Regions from separate parts of the Macaca mulatta genome. Here region 1 is linked to region 2. Evidence: chromatin contacts called from public Hi-C data. All regions are on one chromosome and are shown on one strand. Each heading gives the region's core, a stretch centred on a gene start, on an enhancer-like site or on the middle of the called end of the contact. The rest is flanking DNA. Distances are from core to core; before and after follow the strand shown. Region 1 holds the start of MTRFR (mitochondrial translation release factor in rescue). Region 2 holds the start of ARL6IP4 (ADP ribosylation factor like GTPase 6 interacting protein 4).

Evidence for each region. A called contact is a pair of places that touch in the nucleus more often than the background predicts.
Region 1: a Hi-C map of liver shows a contact between it and region 2, with 4 times the contacts expected there. The contact joins the promoter of MTRFR here to the promoter of ARL6IP4 in region 2. A contact is called at or near these places in 4 of 14 Hi-C or Micro-C datasets (cortical neurons, fetal cortex germinal zone, fetal cortical plate and 1 more).

What each region holds. Positions count from the first base shown.
Region 1 is chr11:130,634,120-130,639,234 of T2T-MMU8v2.0, reverse strand. It overlaps MTRFR (mitochondrial translation release factor in rescue), which reads right to left and starts at 3,061. Exons shown (of 3, transcript XM_015153070.3): 1 at 2,972-3,061. MPHOSPH9 (M-phase phosphoprotein 9) reads left to right here and starts at 3,109. Exons shown (of 25, transcript XM_077955588.1): 1 at 3,109-3,426. The coding sequence starts at 3,109.
Region 2 is chr11:130,376,008-130,381,237 of T2T-MMU8v2.0, reverse strand. ARL6IP4 (ADP ribosylation factor like GTPase 6 interacting protein 4) reads right to left here and starts at 1,764. Exons shown (of 6, transcript XM_077955686.1): 1 at 1,551-1,764; 2 at 667-786; 3 at 129-337. The coding sequence starts at 1,731. It overlaps OGFOD2 (2-oxoglutarate and iron dependent oxygenase domain containing 2), which reads right to left. Exons shown (of 6, transcript XM_077955669.1): 4 at 3,367-3,494; 5 at 2,929-3,186; 6 at 1,899-2,856. The coding sequence starts at 3,405. The coding sequence ends at 2,593.

The DNA.
Region 1 (5,115 bases), core at 1,812-4,311, 260 kb before region 2:
CAGTAGCTAAGGCCACAGGTGTGTACCACCATACCTGGCTAGTTTTTAATTTTCTGTAGAGATGGGGTCTTGCCATGTTGCCCAGGCAGGTCTCGAACTCATGGGCTCAAGCAATCCTCCTGCCTTAGCCTCCCAAAGTGATGGGATTACAGGTGTGAGCCACCACGTCCAGCTGCAAAGCACTTTCAGATACATTATTGTATTTAATACAAATAAAGAAAATAAGAGATGCACATTTCCTGATTATCTCAGGAAGACCTATCTTGGAAGACCATTAGGTTTTCAATTTTTGAAACTAAATTATCCTTTCTACACCTTGTTTCGTTACCTTTCATAGTATCTCCAGATCTTTTTCCAGTTCCTTAGGCAATGTTAGCTCCTTTTCCTTAACTTTTTCTGTTTTAAATTTTATTTATTTATTTTTTTGAGGCAGAGTCTCACTCTGTTGCCCAGGTTGGAGTGCAGTGGCACGATCCTGGGTCACTACAACCTTTGCCTCCCGGGTTCCAGCGATTCTCTTGTCTCAGCCTCCCAAGTAGCTGGGATTATAGGCACCAGCCACCACGCCCAGCTAATTTTTGTATTTTTAGTAGAGACAGGATTTCACCATGTTGGCCAGGCTGGTCTCCAACTCCTGACCTCAAGTGATCCGCCTGCCTCGGCCTCCCAAAGTGCTGGGAGTATAAGCATGAGCCACGACGCACGGCCAACTTTCTCTTTTTAAAAAGACTAGTCAAGTACAGTAGAGAAGAGGGAAAGAGTAGAACAAGAAGCTTGATCTGTGACTGTGAACAATTAAGATAACTCACTACTAGGCTGGGCGCGGTGGCTCACGCCTGTAATCCCAGCACTTTGGGAGGCCAAGGCGAGCGGATCACGAGGTCAGGAGATCGAGACCATCCTAGCTAACATGGTGAAACCCTGTCTCTACTAAAAATACAAAATAAATAAATAAATAAATAACCGGGCATGGTGGTGGGCGCCTGTAGTCTCAGCTACTAGGGAGGCTGAGGCAGGAGAATGACGTGAACCTGGGGGGTGGAGCTTGCAGTGAGCGGAGAGTGCGCCACTGGACTCCAGCCTGGGCGAGAGAACGAGACATCGTCTCACCAAAAAAAAAAAGGTAACTCATATTCTGTATTTGACCACTCCTCTCATTTTTTCTTTTGTCCCAAAAAGGTCTTACTGCCGAGGAGTGCGAGCTCTGTGGCCAATAGACCTGCATTCAATGTCTCAATGCCACAATTTACTTACTGGGCAACTTTGGCTCTATTTCCTCATCTGTAAAATGGAGATACTACTACCTAGAGTGAGAACAAAATCATACATGTTGCCATAAATGTAAAGTACTTAGTGCTCACTAAATGGGAGCATGTCAGATCTCTCAACTACAAGGCTGAGGAACTTCAGAATGACATACCACATACGCTGTGATCTTATGACACAAACCCAGTCTGGGATCTGATTATTTCATGGGCCTTTGTTTTAGAGCTTAGGGTGAAAAGGCATCTAGAACAGTGGCTTGTAAATTATTTTACTTGGTATGGTCCAATTTAAGAAGTACTTGATAAGCCATGACATTACTGAAAACATGTTATTTGGTGGGGTCATAATTCTCGTCTATGAAATCAGGTACTAAGGAGATCACTGTGATGCCAAAAATATAGCCTGACTTCCCAGCAGGCTCACACTGAAAGATAAAACCATCTTCAATGAAGCAAGTCCTGGTTTAAACATAAAATATATTTTGGAATTATGTAATATAATTTAAAAAATCACGAAAAACAGGATAATATCAAATTTACCCTTTAAAAATTGCCAGGCGTGGTGCCTCATGCCTGTAATCCCAGCACTTTGGGTGGCCGAGGCAGGAGGATGACCTGAGGTCAGGTGTTCGAGACCAGCCTGGCCAATACGGCAAAACCCCGTCTGTACTAAAAATACAAAAAATTAGCTGGATGTGGTGGCAGGCACCGGTATTCCCAGCTACTCCGGAGGCTGAAGCAGAAGAATCGCTTGAACCCGGGAGGCAGAGGTTAAAGTGAGCCAAGATCACGCCATTGCCCTCCAGCCTGGGTGACAGACTGAGACCCTGTCCCTACCCCCCCTAAAAAAATAAAAAAAAGTAAAAAATAAAAATTGGTAGGTATACTTAGGAAGCTCAAATGAGATGGAAGGCCTCCTGGCAAATCTGTCATTCCAAGGGCAAATCCATCTCCTGGGTCGTGGAGGCCTAAGTGATAGTGCCAGGGAAGTTCCTTTACTGTGAGCCAGAACTCCTGGAGGGAAATCGAGGAGCTGGAAGGACCTTAAAGGTTAACTAGGCTGAAGAATGTGGCCTGCACAGTGCGCATGAAATGGGCTGGGGACCCACGGGAAGGAGAGCGGGTTCCCTTAGGTCCTTCAAAAGTAGGGCAGGGTGGCTGGCGCCTGTGATCCCAGCACTTTGGGAGGCCGAGGAAGGAGGATTGCTTGAGGCCAGGAGTTCAAGAACAGCCTGGGCAACATGGTGAGACACCCCCCCCCAACGTCTATTTAAAAAAACAAATATCTCCGCAGAAGCCTAGCGAGGGAAGTGCTGACCCCTACTACGTGCCAGGCCTGAAACAGCACCTGATGCGTGCTCACAGCTCCACTCAGCTAAGTACATGAGGATCCTTCCGTTTTGCCTTGGGCCTCCGTGGAACCGTTTTTTCCAGGACGGTAGTCTCTCCTCTCCCCTGCCCTAAGTGCTTGAACAGCCCCAGGGCCGACCCACAGCACCTAGCGTAAACCAGGTCTCGAGAAAACTGAGCTAGGGTGTCAGCGCCGGCCCCACCCCACCGCCAGCGCGGCCTCAGGTAAACTGGCTGCGCCACTCGGGGTCGCAAGACGGGAAAACCCCAGGCGTCCCGGCTCCCAGTCCTCTCTCCGGAGCCCTTGACAGTCGTCGGCAGCCGTAGGGTTACCTGACTTCTCCGCAGACACTTACCTGGTCTCAGGACCCGACTAGTGCCCTCAACGTTCTACAGGAACCCGAATCGCCGCAGCAGAGGACTCGCAATCGCGATCCCTGATCTGCGCACGCGCCGTACTCTGATCGCGGTTTCCCTCATCTACCAGAGGCTCATGTTTACTCACTGCGCATGCGACAAACTGAAGCTTCTTTCCCTCGTGGCAGCGGCTGGCTTCCAGAGAGCCAATCAGAGAAGAGGGTTTCCCAGCAACCCCACTCCCTTGTCACACCCCCGGGGTTGGACATCTCTGGTTGGAGCTGCGCGAGGGGGAAGGGCGAGGTGGACGCGCGCACCACCTTTGGCTGTCTCCGCCTCCTTCCGGGCAGCCAATCACCGGCGAGACGCCGGGCGCGCGCGCGCGCTCTCTCGAGTAACGGTCGCGAGAGGCCGCTCTCCTGACCCTGACATCGGCAGCGGGAGCGGCGGCCAGGTAAGCGGCCGCCAGCCTGCAGGGAGCTGTACGCCGCTGGGGACAGGGGACGAGACTTAGGAGACACCGTCTTAGCGGCCCCCTGAGTGTGGTGATGGGCTGGGGTGTGAGGAGACGGTGGCCGATGAACTTGACCCCACCGCAGCCCTTCGCGGTGTGGGCGCTCTGCCCGGCCGCGGTGCGCCTTTTCTAGACCCGGCGCCCTTGAGTGACACTCGCGCGGCCCAATAGCGGAGCGCCCTTCCCGAGGGGCGGGGGATTTGTGGTTTTATTTATTTATTTATTTATTTATTTATTTCCTCCCGTTTTTTGCCAAGGTGTCCCGGCTTCCTTTTGGGATCGCGGTTGTAGTTGAAGGAGCGGTGGCTTTTCTCCGTCCTCCCTGCTTTCCGTAGCTTAGGCGACTGCATGAATTCTCCCTCTCCTTCCCACAATGGCCACCAGCCATTGCGGGCTGGCTGTGAGCCCCAGAATGTCAGGATCTGGTCTCATCCCTATCTGAAATCTCTTTCTCTCCCCCAAGCCTCCAGGCAAGGCGGAGCGCCCAGTTAACTTTCATGTTTCATAACCGCCAATCGTTCCTTTTGCCCAGCTCCCTTTTTTTGCTAGGGGGTGGGGACACCAAAAGCGTCATATCTTGTTGCTGAGAAATGTAAAAGCTCTGCTCTTATATTCATTCTGTATCAAAATAAAAATTTTTTTTTTGCATTGTATATGTGGGTGTTTAAGGATTTTTCCCTCTTACTTCCCTGCCCTCCCCATAGCACCTCCACTCCAATAGAGAAGCATCCTTGAATTTGTAGTGGTTTTCCATCTGGATCTGCATCCGGATCCGGATTACCTCAGCAGGGGAAATAATAGATGGGGTTGCAGGTCCATCTCCCTGGAGAGCTTGTGTTTTCGTGGCATAACAGCACGGTGATTGGAATCCAGGTATTTCTGTTGCCAGTTGGAAGGGGCAGTCCTTGACTGTTTCAGTGCCCCATTTGTCGTGGGTGATGGGCTGAGCCACTGGGGAAAAGTCAATTTAGTTAGGTCCGGTTACCCTTTGCATTCACTCCTGTCCCTGAAGGAAATGGTCCCTGTTTTTGTGTAATGCTTTATAGAAGCAGGACCTAAAAGTGGGAATCTAGCGGAAGCGGAATACTAGACGGTATTCCTGTTGCACTCTCTAAGCTTTTCAGTTTGTGAGCAGCTGAGTTTTTTTTCCCTTTATTTCTCCTTTTTCTTCTTGCTCCCTTGCTCTTTTATAAATGCATGAATTCCCCAGGAAGGAGGCATCTTGTTTGACCTGTTACAGCCAATTTGCCATTGTATATACCCAGCTTCAGTGAAATTTTAGTTGGCCTGGCAAATAATTTTTTTATTTAGTATTTTTATTTTTATTTTTTAGGAGATGGAGTCTTGCTCTGTTGCCCAAGCTGGAATGCAGTGGCAGGATCATAGCTCACTGCAGCCTTGAACTCCTGGGCTCAAGTGATCCTCCCACCTCAGCCTCCAGAGTAGCTGGGACATGCTCCCAGTAGCAGCAGGCAGGCTCCAGTGTGTCCAGCTGGTTTATTTTCTAAGAATAGCTGCACAGAGACAAAAGACCATATATATAGTTCAAAATGTACTTCCACACAATGGGGAAGCTATGGTTGTTAACAGTTTAATTGGCTCTTTTTAAAACAAATATTAAGTAGTTCA
Region 2 (5,230 bases), core at 515-3,014:
TGGTGGCCAGGCCTTGGGAAGGGACCTTCTCCCTCTCAGGTGCTGGGCAGCACAGTACCTGGGCCATCCTCTTCCTCCCCAGCTGATCGGTGCCACTGGTCCAGCGAGGGGCCCGGCAGAGCCTCCACTTGCTGTGCTTCCACCTTCTCCTTGCCCTTCTTCTTCAGCTTCTTCTTCTTCTTCTTCCTCCTCCTCTTCTTGTCCTTGTACTTCCCCCGCTTCTTCCGGCCATCACTGGAGGAAGAGGAGGAGGACGAGGAGGAAGAAGAGCTAGAACTGGAAGAGGAGGAGGAGGAGCTGGATCGTGGTCTCCTCCGGGCCTTGTGCTTGCTTCTCTCTGTGATGCAGGGAGAAGGTGAGGCTAGAAGGCCAGGAGGGGAAGAGGTAAACCTTCGTCCCCTACTCTGGCCTGGGGCAGGCACAGACCATCTACAGGGTGAGCGCCTCCTGCGGGGCTTTCCAGAACACAGATGGAGCTTCCCGGAGGAGCCCCTTCCCGGCTCCCGTGGCGCCTGGCCCTCACATCTCAGGCCCGGATGCACAGAGGCATGACTGAGCGTCCCCGACCGCTGCTCGCCCCGACTTCCCCGGGAAATGGCTGTGCCTCCTCTCCCCGATGCCTGTGGTCCTCACCCTCCGCCCCGAGGGCCGTGCTGGCCTTGCGACCTTGGGATGCGGAGGCGTCCTTCCTGCTCTTCTTCTTTCTCTTTTCCGACCCCCGTCCCCGGGACCGGCTGCGACTCCTCGAGCGCTTGCGGGAGCCGACGTGAGCCATGGCGCCGCGGGCTAGCGACGGGGAGGAAGCGCTTGAGCCGAAGCCCCCCAAGCCGGCCACGGGCGGGCTCCAAGGGCGGCTCTAGCGGGGTTGGGGCCTCGCGGCGCCCAGTACCCGTCACCGCCCCGGGAAAATAAGCGACCCTCACCCACCCCCAATGCTGGGGACTCCGGCTTCTCATACCGACTCCAGTTCCCGCAGCGGCGCCTATTAAGGGCGCGCCCCCACCCGGAGGCCCCACGCCCGCGCACCCGGCTTGGAGCCCCTGGGAACCAGCCGCAGTCCGCCGCGAGTGGCGTGTGGGGCGCTTTCCCGCGCTCTCCTACCCTCCAGCCTAGCGCCCTCGCCGCCTCAAGGGGTCCCCTGGGGCTGTTCCGTTCCCACCTTGACCGCCCTGCGGGCCGGACAGCCCGCCCCACGCCTTCTCGAGAGGAAGCGGCGGCGAGAAGGCTTCCGGCCGGGGCGCTGCGCTGGAGGCTGTCCGGCCGGGAAGCGCGGCGCCACTGCCTTTCGTTCTGACGCCCCAGGTTCCGTTTTGGGCGCGCCCACCTCCCGCAGAGGCAAGGAGGGGCGCCGGGGCGAGGCCGTGCGCTGCAGCCTAGCGCCGGCCCTCGAGCTCCGCAGCCCCTCAGGCCTGTGTCTGCCGAAGCTGCGCCCGCTTCCAAGGCTGCCCTTTCGGTGCGCTCCCGCAGCACCCACGCCCCCGGTGCCCTGGGAAGAAGGCGACCCTCGCGCGCGCCGCCCTCCTCCCCGGCTGGTGCTGTCTTCTCCGTACGACTGTGAGCTCCAGAGTGAGACGCCCGGGTCTTTCCGACGAGCCCACCCAGTGACTCAGAGGTCGCAAACTCGTGTCCGTAGGGGCCAGAGAGATCTTGGCAGTGAGCGCGGGCATGGACCCAGGCCCATCCGGAGGGAAGCCGGGATTCTGCTCCAGCTGATCCGTGCAACAGGGGCATGGGGCTGGTGGCCCCACCTTCCCAGGGAGACCGAACTCAAGACTGCAATATGGAAGCCCCCTGATTTTCAAATGTGTAACCCAAATCGTGGCTGTGCGCTTCATCCGATTTCAGGCCCCCAATAGCAACTCTTCCACAATAATGACAGCCGCAAACACAAAGGGCTCTTGCAAAGCACTTTATATAGATACATCGGCGTATCTGACTCTCAAAACAGCTCTAGGAAGTAGGTGCTAAATGCGGAAACCAAGGCACCAAAAGGCAAAGGCTCATCCAGAGCCACACAGCTGGAAGTGGCAGCAGCAGAGTGGGAACCCAGGCAGCCTGGCTCCTGGCCCTGCCATTCCCCCTCTGCCATCTAGAAGATGCTACTGGTGGCCCACCGAGCCACTGGGGGGGATGCCTGCTGCTGAGGGTTCACATCTGTGCTGTCTCTGGAAGCTTCCCTTGGCTACTGGAAGGTACCCTGCCCTGGAGATAAGTGCATGGGAAGTTACTCACCCCTCTCTGGCCTCCTCATCTGGGAGCCAACCGATGGTGTGGGCACACTGTGGTACTGTGGGCTGTGCCTGGAGCTCTTTGCGGGTCCTGCTGAGGCTGGACTTCCTCTGAAGCCACCTCCTTGCCCAGCTGCTCCCTCCCCTCCCCTGCTTCCCTCACTCCCTTGCCGAAGCCTCATTCCACACTCTGCTTCCGACAAACCTGAACTAAGGCAGCCTGTTTGCCCAGAGGATGACCCAGAAGCTGGCACAGCCTCGAGCCAAGAAATGCGGTAGGCTGCGGGGAGTTTATTTCTGCCCCCAGCCCAAGGCGACAGAGCCCTCACCTGCCCTGCCACCCCCACACTGGGCCCAAGCAGCCTCAGGTGAGCGCACACACATCCACCGCGGTCGGCTCCTCTCTGGTGAAGCCATCACTGAAGCCCTCATCATCCACCAGGTCGGGCTCACAGCGGCACATGGGACAGAGGCGGTTGCGCACGGCAGAGGCTCGGAGCCAGACGACGAGGTTCCAACGCTCACCAGTGCCCAAGGGCCGGGCCCCATGTAGCTGGCCGCCACGGTGGAGAACACCCTGGCCCACCACGTGCTCCACCTCCAGGGGCTCCGTCAGGGCTGTGGGTGCCTGCAGATGGCACGGCTCAGGCCTGGGCACTCACAGCTGCCCCAGGTCCTGCCGCATGGGTCACACACTCACCTGGAAGAGGCCCCCAAAATACAGGGCGCCCCCTGTGAAGACCTTGCCCAAGGCCACATTGAGGGTGAGCTCGGCATTATCATAGTGGCAGCCCAGCTCGAGGTCCTGGCCCAGTGCGTATTTGACCACAAAGGCCCGGTGGCTGTCGAGCCGGCCCCCGCCACAGTCGGGGTACAGCAGGGCCATCAGTGGCTGCAGGAAGCGCTCCCGCAGTGGTGTCATCAGCGGCTCGTCCAGTCCGAGCTCGTGCAGCAGCACCTGGGAGGGGATTCCTGGGGTCAGCAAGGAAACTAGGGGGCTGCAACCCTGGGCTTCCACTCCGCCGTGATCCCACTGTGACCTTTCGCAGCCCGGGCAGGCAGCCCATCTGCAGCACCTCCAACACTGCCTCCTGACCTCAGCCACCCCCTCCTCTGCCACTGGCCAGGCCTCACCCACCCCGTAGTTGTTCATGGTGTTGGGCCTCCCCTTAGGCATGTCCGACTGCTCGAAGTGCTCCAGCTCTTCCAGCAGGGCCTGGCAGAAGGGTGCTGTGAACACAGGCACCCGGTAGATGCGCTTCTCCCCTGTGGAAGGAGGGATGGTCTGTTGGCCTGAATGTGGCTGTGGGCCGGCCAAGCCTGGGCTTCAGTCTTCCCGTGAACCATGTGAGTCTGGGCATGTCTGTTCACTCCCCCAAGCCTCAGTTTCATCACCTGTGCCATGGGGATAAGGCCCTCGCTTTTCAGGGCTGTTGTGATGACTGAAGTAACATGAGGAGCAGGGGAGGCTGATTCCCATGCCCCCCTACTTATGCCCGGAACCATTCCCCAGACTCCACAAGTGTCCACAGGGCTGGCCCTGGGAGCTCCCATATGGGTCCTGAGGCCCATAGAGGGAAAGGAAGTAGCCCAGCGACACCTGGCAGGCCAGTGACGGCCAAGCTGGGATCACAGAGCCAACTTCAGGCTCTCTGCACCTCCTTTCACCTGATGAGCCACCGAGGTCTGTACCCCAACTCAGAAGTGGCTCTGGGAGCCTCTGTCCCCCAGCAGGAAGGCCAGGAGAGGCTGTTCTTTCTTGCTGGGTCCTGGAGGGGGAAGAAGCCAGGCTGAGAATGGAAACCTAAACATTTCTTGGCAGATGCACCAGTGCCCAGGGGTGCAGGGCTAGTGTGCCCCCGATGGGGCCACCTCGCAGCCTGGGCCCTGCCCCAGCCAACAGCCTCAGCACAATCTCAGCTGCCGGGGAGTGGAAGGCAATGAGGAGAGCACCCCCAGGCTGGGAGGAGGGGAGTTCCTTCCACCCATGCCCCCTAACAAAGCACAGCCTCCATGAGGGGAAACATATCTGTCTCCCACAGGAGCCCCTAGCCCAGGCTATCAGTGCCAGTAAGAGGAAACACTTTCCAAACACTAGGTACGGGCCTGTGTCAGGCACTCTATGTAGATTAACTCACTTGATCATCACGGTGCCTTAAGAAAGGGGGTTACTGTTGCTCCCATTTTACAGATGAGGAAACTGAGTCACAGAGGTTAAACAATACGCAAACCTCCCTTGCCCAGCATTTCCTGCTGGGTTTAGCCAATAAGTAAGCCCAGCAGGAAATCCAAAGGTAAGAGGAGAAATGGGGCATTTTTTGCCCTACTTGGAGTCTGGCATGGCTCCAGGCCTCTGCCCAGAGCCACAACTCCAGGTGGTAACTGCTCCCTCCCGTTGCCAGCCCTGGGGGGCGGGGCTTTGCCATTCCTTACTGGTCCCTTTACCCTGCCCACACCTGTCTCAGTGGTCCCTTTAAGATCTTGGATCGGCCGGGCGCAGTGGCTCAAGCCTGTAATCCCAGCACTTTGGGAGGCCGAGGCGGGCGGATCACGAGGTCAGGAGATCAAGACCATCCTGGCTAACATGGTGAAACCCCGTCTCTACTAAAAAAGACACAAAAACTAGCCGGGCGAGGTGGCGGGCGCCTGTAGTCCCAGCTACTCGGGAGGCTGAGGCGGGAGAATGGCGTAAACCCGGGAGGCGGAGCTTGCAGTGAGCTGACATCCGGCCACTGCACTCCAGCCTGGGCGACACAGCGAGACTGTCTCAAAAAAAAAAAAAGATCTTGGATCAGCCTTGTTTCAGTGTGCCAGCTGTCCCACACTTGACACAAATACCTACTATTTGCTGGATGAGGGCACGAAGGAAGGTGTGAAGGAAGGAATGAAGATACCAGGCTCATGGCAGGTATTGAATGAATGCAGATGTCCTGTTCCTGGCAGGCTGGTCCCACTGACCCTTCCAGCTCCTGCTGCTTTGGTTTTTGGAGGCAGAGATGGTG